2 separate regions of the Rattus norvegicus genome follow, and region 2 is linked to region 1. A link is a contact called in public Hi-C data. All regions are on one chromosome and are shown on one strand. The core of a region is the stretch at or near the end of the contact, and the rest is flanking DNA. Distances in the headings are between cores, read along the strand shown.

Evidence for each region. Hi-C and Micro-C count contacts between places; a contact is called where the count stands out from the background.
Region 2: a contact with region 1 is called in a Hi-C map of mammary epithelial cells, with 2.7 times the contacts expected there. The contact joins the enhancer-like site here to the promoter of Zfp426 in region 1. A contact is called at or near these places in 2 of 12 Hi-C or Micro-C datasets (kidney and mammary epithelial cells).

The regions. Positions count from the first base shown.
Region 1 is chr8:27,301,699-27,308,657 of GRCr8, forward strand. Zfp426 (zinc finger protein 426) reads right to left here and starts at 3,359. Exons shown (of 8, transcript NM_001079943.1): 1 at 3,337-3,359; 2 at 3,031-3,087. Zfp266 (zinc finger protein 266) reads right to left here. Exons shown (of 9, transcript NM_001135018.1): 9 at 5,317-6,959.
Region 2 is chr8:27,360,185-27,367,143 of GRCr8, forward strand. No RefSeq gene overlaps it. Among named protein-coding and RNA genes, the nearest start is that of Zfp266, 26 kb to the left of the region's middle. Within about 2 kb of position 2,522, at least 59 of the 93 cell types and tissues checked have an H3K27ac peak or open chromatin away from gene starts, as enhancers often do. A contact at or near this core is called in kidney, where this site is marked.

The sequences.
Region 1 (6,959 bases), core at 2,109-4,608:
GAAGAGAGCGACAGTGTACTCACATACATAAAATCTTTTTTTAAAAAAGATCATAAAGCAAAAATTAAATAGCACGATAAAATATCACTCCAAAACAATATAAATTCAAACGTAGACTCTCACTATGTGATGCTGGTGGCCTCCAGCTTGTGATTTTCCACCTCGGTTCCCGAGCACTGGGGTTACAGGTCACCCATGCAGCTACTGCTTCTGAGAATACAGCTGAGTACACTTATTTACCATGCAGTGGCCAAGTGCTTTCCCTTTTCCAAAACAAACACCTTGCCGTTGCATCTAAAAATCTGTTTCTTATTTTCCCCAGAGTAAGTTTTAAAGAGTTATAAAAGACTGATTCAGAAATTGCTATGTGAGTGAGAGACCAGGGGAAAGAGAAAAAAATGAATGCATGTCAAAGTGAAATGTCCATTTGTCCTCTGACCTAGAGCACACAACGTGAGCTTCCTCTGACAATACACCTCCATAAATAGAAAGGGGAAAACGCTTCCAGACTGGCTTAAAGCACTCGTAGTATATCTGAGTTGGGTTACCGGAACACACATAAAGAAGGAAAAAAACCAACTCCACAAAGTTCTCCTCTGCTCACATGTCCCCGACATTCAGGCATGAACATGCGCATATACTACTAAAACAAGAAAAATTTAAAATTTAAAAAAAGAAAGAAAGAAAGAGAGCAGGGACACATTTTCACCGCAAGTAACTAATGGATGTAAGTTAAAAAAAAAAAAAAAAAGTCGGACAAGAACAGGTCAAACTATCAGACTATACAAATTGCTTTTTTATTGAAAAGGAAAAACACCTGCAGTACAGAATACCGGGGCTTTGGCTAGGTGCAGAGCCCTTGCCTAGCACACTCAAGTGCGTGGACCTGGACCCCAGCACCGCAAATAAGCAAAGCCTTTAGAAGCATCAAAATTAGGACCACAAACAAATGGACGCCATCTGAATATAACCCAAGTATGTAACATCTACGAACACCTTCCACATAATCTCCTGAAGGTTTTAGTGTCGGCACCCGTGTTTACTGGAAGGAAGCTGGGCCTGTCCACCCAGAACTTGGGAGCTGGTGGTAAGAGTGTAAGTTCAAGGCCAACCGAAACCAATGTTCAGCTTACACCTAGCCTGAACTACATGACGCCCTGCCTCAGACTCGCAGTGATGCTCCTGCCTCTCTCAGTTGTTGGAATTGCAGGAATCCACCACCAAGCCCAGCACAATACAGAAAGCTTGAACGGGTCACATGCCTCCAACACTCGGAAGATTGCGGTTTTTTAAACAATGTGAGGAATTTAATTGTTTATAGATCAGATATCACATGCATCAGTTTATTTATTTACCTATATTTGTGGTGCTGGGAGTTGAGACGAGGCTTCACGCATGGTAGCTAAGTGTTCTGTTACAGAGCTATACTCCCAGCCAGTTCTTAATTTCCTTCTTTTCTTTTTTAAAGACAAGATCACATGGGGTTCAGGCTGCCCTACAACTGACTATGTGGGCAAGGATGACCTTGAACTCCTAATCCTCCCGCTGAGAGCTGGGATCAGAGTCATGTGGGCTACTGCACTCAGTTTATGTGGTACTGGGAACTGAACCTAGGGGATCTGTGCATAACAGGCAAACACTCTTGGCTGCCTGCCCCAATAACTTTATTCTTTAATTTTCTTGATTGAATCTAATATTTTGCTTTCAGCAAGACATGTCCTAATCTAAGTGATGCATCACCGAGTAGGTAACTGTCAAGTGTTCTTTTCTATCCTTATTTATCCAGAGATACGGGTACAGCTATGCAGACTGGACTGGCCTGAAACTAGGTTAACTATCCTGGCATAGAAATCATGTCCTGGGGCTGGAGAGATGGCTCAGTGGCTAAGAGCACTGGATGCTCTTCCAGAGGTCCTGAGTTCAATTCCCAGCAACCACATGGTGGCTCACAACCATCTGTAATGGGATTGGATGCCCTCTTCTGGTGTGTCTGAAGACAGTGACAGGGTAGTCACATATAGAAGATAAATACATCTTAAAAAGAAAGAAAAGGGGGCTGGGGATTTAGCTCAGTGGTAGAGCGCTTACCTAGGAAGCGCAAGGCCCTGGGTTCGGTCCCCAGCTCCGAAAAAAAAAGAACCAAAAAAAAAAAAAATAATAATAATAAAAAAAAGAAAGAAAGAAATCATGTTCCTACTGCTCCAACTCCTGAGATTACTGCTATATGCCACCATGTCACCCTTTATTTTCAGTTCACATCTTAGCAAACAAGTCACCATACAATATATTTATCTTCTGGGGAAAGAGTAGACACAGACTGCTGCAAAGAGGTGACAGTACCTCAGACACTGGACCATCAAATATGCTAGTACATCTAAGACTTTTTTAAAAAGAGAAATGGGGGGAACTGTTGGGGAGAGAACCCTAATTTATCAATCTTCTTAATAGTTAATCCAATGATTTTTAATCATCTAGCTTTCCACATTTCTTCTGTGAGCTCCAAGCAGTTTAGTGATGACTAGGCCTAAAACCTAAGAAAAAAATATGTGTAGCATGTACAAGGGCCTGAATTTGATCACGAGCACAGGGAGATAAAAGGGATGAGAAAACAAACACAGGCCCAGGAATTCTGGAACTTGCTATTATTGTTTATTGGGTTTTTACTTTTTTTTTTAAAAAATACAATATTTCACCATTCAGCACTGGTTGGCCTGGAACTCATTTTGTACACCAGGTTAGCCAAGAACTCAAAGAAATCCTTTTGCCACCTCCTGTGTGCTGTCAGTAAACTCCTATCGGCTAGGTTTTTATGAATGGACTTGAGTTCTACCAACGTTTATACTCTCTCAAGACGTACATGCTAAGTAACTAAGAAACATGTCTTTGTAGCTTAAGCTAATGGTCAAAATAAAACACGCACACCCTAAATAAAATACAGTCTAACAATATGAATTAAGTTCTCACCCCAGACATTCGTTTCTAATTTTTTGAAAATTATTTTCCAGAAGCCACCTTTCACTAAGTGCTCACCAGAGGTGCTGAAATCGCAAGGTCACTCCAACTACTCCGGCAAAAATTCATTTCTTTCTGAGGAGAAAAATAAAACAGTTTTTCCCACTGAAGTTGCTTGGGCGGCTTTTGAAAAGCAGGCGCATCTTGGATGCAGCCCGCCAGGACCCGCCCTCTGGGCACTTTCCCAGCCCAGTGACTGACAGCCGGACAGGACTCAGACTTGGCCGCGCCCTGAAGCGCCGTGGCATGGAGAGCAGAGCTCAGCACTCTCGTTCTTTACCTTCCCCTTCAACCTCCAGGCAGCCCTTGCACCGCAGAACTCACAAAGGCCAGATAACTCCCAACTCTTCAGTGCAGATAAGAGCCGGAAAAGACGGTCGCGGGCCTGACGTCACTTCCGTTCGCGCTCGGTTGGTTGCAGAGACAGGGAGGCTCCCTTGAACTGTCAGATTGCTAGTTTCCCCGCAGTGTGATGGCGGGGGCGCTGTAATAGCTTTACTATGGGAGGCCAAAAGTGTTCTTGATGACAAGACAGAATTAGAATCCAGGCTGTGAGCCCAGGAACGGGTGGGAGAGGAAGTAATCGGTGGTGCAGTAAGTCCTTAAACCCACAGGAAGCTCGGCAGAAACTTCGGCCTACCTCCCCTGCACTCTTAGAACCCTTGCTTTCTAGAGCATCTTAACTCAGTAGGAAACAGAAGGCAGGCTCGCTTTCCGTACTTATCTAGACCTCTCTCGAGGTGTTGGAATTGTTTTTGGTAGGTTGGGACCATAAAGGGTGCTTCAACAGATTGACCCTACCTCACTAGGCTCAGGAGCCAATGGGAATAATTCAAGGTTTCTGATTGGGAATCTTCAAGTAGTTACTGGGTTGGCCTTGGACTTGTCCCAAAACTGTTTTCCTAAGTCCCTGGTTCTATTGAATGCTGTAATCAAAAAGCAAGCTCAAATCCTGGTTTTTGTCATCCCAAGTCACAGCAAAAATGCCCAGTCCCCCAGATTCTACACTCCTGGATACTGATGCTCCCCTGATAACATGAATGAAGAGCCAGTTTAAGAAGGCAACCGTTGAGTAGCTGAGAACTGTAATGTCATTAGAAGCCTCTTGAACTTTCAGGACTGAATTCTGCTGACGTCTGTTGGTCGATGTGAAATCAAGAGAAAGGATGCTATAATCACCTTCTGATGAACTTAAAAGAATTTATGGCCCTGATCTATCACAGGATGCAATGGGTAGTCTGTCAAGAGACCCATTTACCCTCTCTGCCATGAATTTGCTCCATCAGGGACTTGTGTTGCTATAGAAACAATATGCCAATGACTCAGTGGTAAAAACAAAATCACTGCACACATAGAGCTCAAGGAAAAGCTCTTTACTACATAAAGCACATGGCCAGTTGGGCTAACACCCAAATAAGAGTTGATCTTGAATATAAGATTTTACTGAATTATATACATCTTAGAGTTATGCATTTTACACACAGTCATCCTTAAAACTTTTAGGTCCAGCCCCTGATTAGACTTTGAACAATTTAAACAGAGACAGGAGACTACAAGTCTAGCCACTTGGACAGACGGGAGATTTACACAGCAAAAATATCACCAGGATTATTTAAGTACATCAGTGCTGTTTTTTCCAATAGATGTGGCCCAGGATCATGTTGCTCAGCTGGCAGAACTATGTTTTCTTTTTAAAGATTTATTTTACACAAGTACACCATAGCTGTCTTCAAACACACCAGAAGAGGGCATCAGATCCCATTTCAAATGGTTGTGAGCCACCATGTGGTTGCTGGGAATTGAACTCAGGACCTCTGGAAGAGCAGTCACTGTTCTTAACCACTGAGCCATCTCTCCAGCCCAGAACTATGCTTTTTTTTTTTTTTTTTTTTAAAGAACTGGAACTTTATGGCAGGGCAGGACTGACATCCATTGTGCCTGTGCTCTGTCCCCTTGAGCTGCATGTTAGAGGTACATTCTTTGGGGATTGGTCTAATGGATAGTCAATCCTAGAGAATGTTTACATCCTAGCACCATGAATTTACCTAACAGGCCTGAGTAGCACACTACTTATCTTTGAGGTATTGGGGAACAGCACTCCTTCGGCTAAATCCTACTTTGTATGATTTAATGTCTCCTAAGCAAATCCTCTATGACATCAATTCTGCTACTTTGAATTTCTATGTCAGTGTAGGAGTGAACCCGCTTCTAGGTCTCTGCAATTGTGATGCTCAGGAGATTAATGAGAGCCAACTGTATGCAAGCGGTCTCGTCTACTCAGAAAGAAACACCATCAACACGTTCTATTTTAAAACTGGATTTAATGGTTTAGAATAGCAACTAAAAGATAAATGGAATACACAAATCCAAGCACTGGGTGAAATTTCAGTGAAAAACATCATTACAGAAAAGGTACATGCAACAAATACAGAAGAAAAAAGTTGCTAAAAATCCAATTTTGTTACTAATTGCATTATACATAATGGTCTAAAAGAATTGTTAATTAGGATCTTTCAAGTAATCAGAGTTTTAAAACTCTAACTAAGGTATATATAAAAGACACATCTACACCTGGGTTATAGGTCAGTGGTTAGCATGTGTAAAGCCCTCAGTTTGAATCCTAGCACCCCACCCCTAAATTTTTTTTAACCAAGGATACAAAAATTAAACTATCTAGCCATGTCAATACCTGCCAGAGTCAACGGAATAAAAACTATATTGGAAAGTTTAAATATTTCAAGACAAATTTTTTCCCTCCCAAATTATCTACCAGGCCCCAACTCCTCCTTTGGGAACATTTGTCTTGTCTTATTTTTCATGTTTGTCTTTTTAAGACAGTGTCCACAAGGTAGCCCAGGTTTGGGCTACCCTTAAATCTGTGACCCTCCTGCCTTGGCTTCCCAGTCCCTAAGATTAGTGTGAGGCAACATGCTGTAGTTTGAGACAAATACTCTCCAAAAGAATACTGGTTGAAGATTAACTCAATTTAATTACAAGAAATCATTGCAGAATGCAAGGCAGACCCAAAGTAAATTAATTATACAACCAGGAAACATCAGGAATACAAGAAAAAAAATAAATTTCAAATGTGAAAATGAAAGCATGCCTAGAAAAATATACTCGAAAAAATTTAAATGATATTGTAAATCTTAGGTGTCCCATACACATAAGATGCTGTGCAGTTTATGGTAATAGAAAATGGGTACCTAAAACAGTATCAATTAATCTAGATCAGGATAACTGAACAGGTTTATAATTTGGGAAAGGAGAGGAATATATTCACGGCAGTAAATGACACGGTTCTAATCTACAGCTAAGAGCCAGTCAGTTCATTTTAGTCTGGCTGTTTTGGTGGCACTGAGGACTGAGACCACAGACAGTCCTGTGCACTGCTGAACAGGCGCACTCTTCCTACCCCTGCGCCATTTCTTCTTACATATAAGGAAAACTTGTATGCCATCGTTACTTGAGAATATCTATGACAATCTTCATGTGAGTAAGCATAAGCAACGTTAAGTAGTAGAAACGATCCATTCGGCTCAAGATTACAGACCGCTCGGTGGCAGAGGGCTGCCTCATCCGGGTCGGTTCCATCCTCAGCAGTCCCACAGAACAAAAATGAACCGTAATGGCCAAGTTGAAGGCATCTAAGAACTTAAAATTAACATCAGGCAACTAATATACAATCTTTGATAAAATGACTGCCTTTATTTTAGAGTCCTTTAATCATTCCAGTATTTACTATTTGAAACAATGAAATCCTAGGTACTTGAATGCAAATGAGCGTGGTCATCTCAGAGGATACAGGGAAAGCAATTAATAAATCAAAGGGGAATTTTGCCTCACAAATAAAGAAAGACTATAAAACCATTATGTAAAAATCCAGATATTAAAACAACCCTCTATCCTAATAAGCAAATCAGTATAATGGAAAGCATACCTCATTA
Region 2 (6,959 bases), core at 1,272-3,771, 58 kb after region 1:
GTTTTCCTACATGTACGTCTGTGCACCGCCTGCATGCCTACTACCACTGCGAGCCATCTCCTGGAAGTGAGGTTATGGACGGTTTCGAGCCACTCTGTGGGTGTTATGACTCAAACCCCAGGTTGTCGCCAAGAGCAGGAAATGCTCTTAACCACAGAGGCATCTTTTCAGCTGGAAAAATACGTTTATTTTTCTAGCAGTCCCAGACGGGCATCCTTCACCGTTTGAATCTCAAGCAGAGACTGTAGTAATGGGGAGTCCGTACTCCCGGGCACTTCCCTAGGATGCAGGCGGGCAAAGGCTGGATCCATAGTGCAGAAAATGACTCGGAGGAAGGGAGGGAAAGAGGAGGAGGGATGGTGAAGGGAGTGAGAAGAAGGAAGAAAGGAAGGAGCCAGGCCAACATACAATTTTAGTCTGCTCTGACCCTGGACCACAACCTCGGCTCAACTGATAGGATTTTAAACTAACTTTGCACAGTCTGCATGCTATTGTTTTCAAAACTATTTCATTCAACAAGGGTAGCATAATTTAATTTTTCCTCTTTTTTTTTTCCAGCCGAAGGAAATTTGTATTTTTTTTCCACAAGAGCATTTTCAAGTCAAACTTCTGTAAGTAATCTTTTCCTCTTACAAGTTCTCTTTGGTGCATCACGCTACTACATCCTAACTGTTCTCTCTGTCTGTCTCTCTGTCTCTCTCTGTCTCTCTGTCTCTCTGCCTCTCTCTCTCTCTCTCTCTCTCTCTCTCTCTCTGCCTCTCTGCCTCTCTCTCTCTCTCTGCCTCTCTCTCTCTCTCTCTCTCTCTCTCTCTCTCTCTCTCTCTCTCTCTCTCTCTCTGACACAGGGTCTCATGAAGCCCAGTAGTTTGGTCTCAAACTGCAGTGGAGGATGGCCTTGGATCCCTGAATCTGCTACCTCTGTCTCCAAAGTATTAGTATCACAGGCCTGTATCTCCCATATTCAGCTTCCTTTACTCATGATGATCATGAACTTTATTCTTTAGACTGTACACATGCTCAAATTAGGGGAAAAAACAAGTTGTTTTTCAAAATGAGTTAAAACAAAACAAAGCACACACAAGGGTGGCCAGCAAGATGTCTCTGCTGCCAAGTTCTTGGACCTGAGTTCAGTTTCTGGGTCCCACATAGTAAAAGGAGAGAACTGACTCCTGCAAGATGTCCTTACACACACACACACACACAACTATATATGTTAAATGAATTTGTAATAGAAATTTAAGAAAGAGACCCTGTCTCAAAAAGTTAATTTGAAAGGGATTCTTCCCAGGCCATACCTGCACCGCTCCCAACTCCAAATACACCCAATGCCTACACTGAAGAAAACCAAAAAGCTGGGGGCCTGGACAGCAGTTTCAGACTCCCACTGTGCAAACAGGAGAGCCCATCCCTAGAGGAATTTAAAAAAAAGTTGCAAGGGGTTGAGGCATGTTAACAATTCTCACTGAACTGGAACTCAGCAAGTAGCCTAGGGTGGCTAGCTAGTAAATCCCTGGGATTCCTCTTCCTCTCTACCCCAGATTTGTAATCTGGGGTTACAAATGTGCACCACTACACCAGGCTTTTGGTTTTACATAGGTTCTAAGGATAGATCTCAGGTCCTCAGGTTCAAGGTGGCCCTAGGTTTGATCCCCATCACAAACTTTAAAAAAGGAGGGGGAGGAGGAGGAGGAGGAGGAAGAGGAGGAAGAGGAGGAAGAGGAAGAGAGGAGGGGGAGGGGGAGGAGGACGAGGAGGACAAGGAGAAAAGAAGAAAAGGAAAAAGACACAGCAAGCAAGAAATAGATTTCTCAGTGGTACCCTTCCTACATCACAATAAGTCCTAAAACTTTTAAAGTTGTGCTGTTGTATTATTGTTTTGTTTGTTTGTTCTCCCTTGCTGTGCTGTTGTTAGAATCCAGGACTTCATACGTAGTACACAGGGGCTCAATAGAAGAGCCACACCCTGTATACTAGGATTACAGTAGAGCCCAGTCCTGTTCATCTTGCCAGTCTGTTCTCAGTTTCTGCGCCCTTGTGCATTTAGAACTGAAATTCCCATTACGTGACTTCTGACCAGTCTGCGTAGGTTGGACTGCTCTAGTGAATAGCTAGACGGCAGACACGCAAGGCTTTTCTGAGCATCCGGTAGGGCAAGTCCGTACGTGAAACCCTGTTCTTCAGGTCTATCCAGCTGTGCACACCACACACCCACCTCCAGATCGAACTTGGAAGTTTGGGCTCCCCGCTGCATCATGGACCCGCTCCAGAGTAGGGTTCTGGTACTCAACCTGGACGGTTGGGTTCCCAGCCATGGCCTCTGGGTCAGTAGTAGCCGCCCCGATCCTGGGCAGAGAACCTACGTCACCTAACCTGGATAGCGGCTTCACCCCAAGAGTAGGTAGCCCAGCCCAGAGTACGAGGTCCCGCCTTCAAGATAGAGGCCCCGCCCTCAAGAAGGCGGTCCTGCCCTCGAGGTACAGACGCGACCCTGCACAACAGGCCCCGCCCCCAGAAAGAATGCCCCACCCCCAGGAAGGATGCCCCGCCTCCCCTGTTCTAGCTGGACAATAAAGCTTGTACGCTAGGTGTGTGTGTGTTTGGCAGCCACGTCGCGGCGCGCTTAGTACTGGCAGCCGCTGGACCTCAGCTCGCGGGCCCTGCCTGAAGCTGTTCCGGAAGTGACACCATAACGCAGTCTTCTCTTCCGCCGCTGCCATCCACTTTTGTTAAAGAACAAATTGGTGTAGACTCTGGATTGGTCCTTTCCTGGCTGGAGCGGTTTTAGTGGCGTGGAGGGTTCGGATGGAGGAGGAGGCGGAGAAGCCAGCGCGCCTGGGCTCCCAGGAAGTATCCTATCAGGGAACCATGTATCCGGGGTGGTTTTTGCGTTCTTTTTCTTTTTTAAACATTTTGAGACATCGTCTCGGAATGTAGGCAAGAGAGGTCTCGAACGTCTATCCTCCTGGCCCAGTAATCCCGATGTTCTGGGATTACAAGGCGTAGCCTCCATGCCTGGCTCGGGTTTGTCTTCATTTGTCTCTTCCCCTCTCCAAAAGCCGCTAGAGAACTTTCTGGGTTTTTTTATTTTATTTTTCAGAAGAAAAAAATTAATCTGTCAACAAACACTTAGTTTAGTCCCTTCTTAAGTCTTGCGGCTACAGGTATCTGGTGATTCCCACGCTTTTAGGTGAGCCTTGGTAGAAAGATAATTTCAGGGAGTCGGGCCACCCTTTAAAAAAAAAAAAGCCGATTCTTTGTTAGCCCAGGATAGTTTGGACTCATGATCCTTCTCTCTCAACCTTAACCAGAGCATACACCACCATACTTGCTTCATTGTGGTGATTCCGAGGGCATCTCACAGTCCACATAATTGTTCAGAAGTAGGGAAAAGTGACCATCAAAACGGGCACAATACTGCCACCTTGGGGTGAGAGTCAGTGGAGAGGCGTAATTTTAAATGAGTAATAGTTTGTTGTTGAACATAACAGCAAGAGAGGGAAGACCTTGAGAAGGGCTTGTTTTTCATACTGAATACAAAATATTGAGCATATTCTTCTCCTTGCTCTGACAAAGTGCCTGAAAGAACCAAGTTAAGGTAAAAAAGACTGGCTCACAGCATAAAAGGGAATACAGTCACCCATAGATAGTGGTGCACATCTTTAATCCCAGCACTAGGGAGGCAGAAGCAGGCAGATTCCTGAGTTCGAGGCCACCCTGGTCTACAGACATCCTCTTTTAAAATGTTGGACACTTACTAAAGCCATATATGTGCAGGGCTGATGGGACAGCTCAACCTAAGTTCAATTCCTAGGACATGGTGGAAGGATAGAGTCAACAGTTTCAAATGATTCTCTCATCTCCACACATAAGATCTCACACTACATGTCCTCCCATTTGCCTTCAGAGACTCCATCATGGTAATGGCTTCCCGGAGTCTTGGGGCCATGCTTCTGGCTCATATCTTCTTACATACTCTTGATGGAAGACACAGACAGTGTCTCATATATTCTTTTTTTTTTTATTAACTTGAGTATTTCTTATTTACATTTCGAGTGTTATTCCCTTTCCCGGTTTCCGGGCAAACATCTCCCTAATCCCTCCCCCCTCCCCTTCTTTATAGGTGTTCCCCTCCCCATCCTCCCCCCATTGCCGCCCTTCCCCCAACAATCTAGTTCACTGGGGGTTCAGTCTTAGCAGGACCCAGGGCTTCCCCTTCCACTGGTGCTCTTACTAGGATATTCATTGCTACCTATGAGGTCAGAGTCCAGGGTCAGTCCATGTATAGTCTTTAGGTCCCTGGAAGCTCTGGCTGCTTGGCATTGTTGTTCATATGGGGTCTCGAGCCCCTTCGAGCTCTTCCAGTTCTTTCTCTGATTCCTTCAACGGGGATCCTGTTCTCAGTTCAGTGCTTTGCTGCTGGCATTCGCCTCTGTATTTGCTGTATTCTGACTGTGTCTCTCAGGAGAGATCTACATCCGGCTCCTGTCGGCCTGCACTTCTTTGCTTCATCCATCTTGTCTAATTGGATGGCTGTATATGTATGGGCCACATGTGGGGCAGGCTCTGAATGGGTGTTCCTTCTGTGTCTGGTTTAATCTTTGCCTCTCTATTCCCTCCCAAGGGTATTCTTGTTCCTCTTTTTAAAGAAGGAGTGAAGCATTCACATTTTGATCATCCGTCTTGAGTTTCATGTGTTCTAGGCATCTAGGGTAATTCAAGCATTTGGGCTAATAGCCACTTATCAATGAGTGCATACCATGGTATGTCTCGTATATTCTAACCTGATCTCAAACTGTGTAGCCAAGGACGACCTTGTACTCACCTCCTGAATGCTGGGATTATAGGCATGCACCACCGTATCTGGCTTTATGCAATGGGATGGATGCCAGGCCTACTGCATGCTAGCCAAGCACCCAACCAACCGGGCCAAATCCCTAACCTCTTAGCCTCTTAGCATGAGCCTCGAAACTATAATTGCTGGCTACACACCAGGATGTCTAGAGCATAGAGTATCTCACAGACCCTGAGCCAACGGCCCTCCATACTCATCTGCTGATTATACTTTGTGTTAGGGTTTTGCTGTGGAAGGAAGAATACCTTGATGGATCGGGGAAGGGGGGAATGTTGCAGAGATATACCACACAACAGATCTCACTAAAGAGATTTTAGTGGAAGGGGGGGAGCTATAAAAAGGTTGCCTCTGATCAAGGGTGGAGGAAAAAGAGTGAGGCAAAAACAGAGTGAGAAACAGAGCAGGCAGTGGGGGCAGGGACCTTAAAAGGAGTACATGTGTTCCATTTGGCTGCTGGTGATGACGTAGCTGACACTAAGTCCCTGAAGGCAGGCTGTGTGTGGGACCACCTGGTTCCTAACACTTTGCCTTATGAAAACCCCCACCAAAATAGCCCATAAAGCACAGGCTCCAGGCTGGACCCAGTACAGTGCCAGCCTAGCGTGTGTGAGACCGTGGGCTGCATCCTTAGCACTCCATAAAGGTGGATGTGGTAGCTCGTGCCTTAATCTTAGCCTGTGGGGGCTGTGTGAGGGTTGCTTCAAATTTAAGACCAGCCTGCGATACGTAGTGAATTCTAAGCTAGCCCAGGCTGTAGAGTAAGACCCTGGAACACAAACTCTTGGTCCCTGTCTGAAAACTGTCTCATTCAGAAGGAGTGCTGAGAATCTTTGACTCACAGAGGCTAAAATAATTGTCAAGGTCACGTTTCAGGCTGGTGACATAGCTTACATGTAGAATGAATGCTTAGTGTGTATGAGACCCTCTGTTAGAACCCTAGTTCCCAACAAACAACAAAGAACACCACATATTTTTTATTTCACTGAGGCCAGAGTATAATGGTTGTGTGACCTAATCCTGTCAGATCAATTTTTACATTTATTTATCGTGTGTGTGTGTGTATGTATGTATGTATGTATGTATGTATGTATGTATGTATATAGACATGCATGTACCACAGCACTTGTGTGGAGGTCAAAGTTAGTTTCTTCTTTCCCCATGGAGGGTGTAGGGTTTGAAGTCAGATAACCAGGTTTCATGGAAAGTCCCTTTTGCCCTCTGAGCCATCTCTCCTAGCTACACATTTTTATTGCCCTTGGAGTTGCAGGTATTGGACTGAGAACCCCAGTGCAGGTCACTTTCCAAATGCATATAATTCTAGGTTTATGCAAAAGGTGCCGTTGAGACTTTGATGTCCTCATAAATTCAACATAGTTATGCTGATACAACAAACTCTTCAAGCAACTTAGAATTCCAGCCCAGAGGCTAGGGCGGGGGTTCAGGTGATTAGAATGCTTGCACCCTATGCACAAAGTGCTGAGTTCCATCCCTAGTACTGGGTGTGGTGGTAGGCATGGTGGTGTGTGGCAAGAATCCCTGAGCTTTGGAGGTGAGGCAGAAGGATCAGGAGTTTGAAGATCATCCTCAGCCAATACCATGAATAAGTAGTTTACAACAGAGAATGTTTACATGAATACCTATTAGGAGTAATTGTCTGGTTAAACATTATCTGTCATCAGCTCTACAGGTTCATGGAGAGTTAAAAACCATAACTTTTGTGACTAAGTTTTTAGTTAACTTTTGCATAGGTAAACCCAGTCAATATTTTATCTTCTGTCCTTGCATCTATACTAAATTGTTTTTATGACCTTTGGTTAATTGTTTTACAACCTCTTGGAATAAGTTCTAAGTTGTAGATTCCTGCTTGCTATCTCAGAAGCAATTCACTCATGGCACTTGAAGACTGCCAGAGTTCTCATTGCAGTTTTGATTATTAGAGAGGACTTAATAGCGGTCCGATTATAAAAGAGCTTAGTAATCACTAATATAAGTAATTAATAGTTACTAATTTTAGGAATTCTTATAGGATCATCATTGAGAAGTAAGAAGTCACCTATTTGTCTATATAACATTAATTACTACGAGACAGAACATCTTTGTAGTTCTG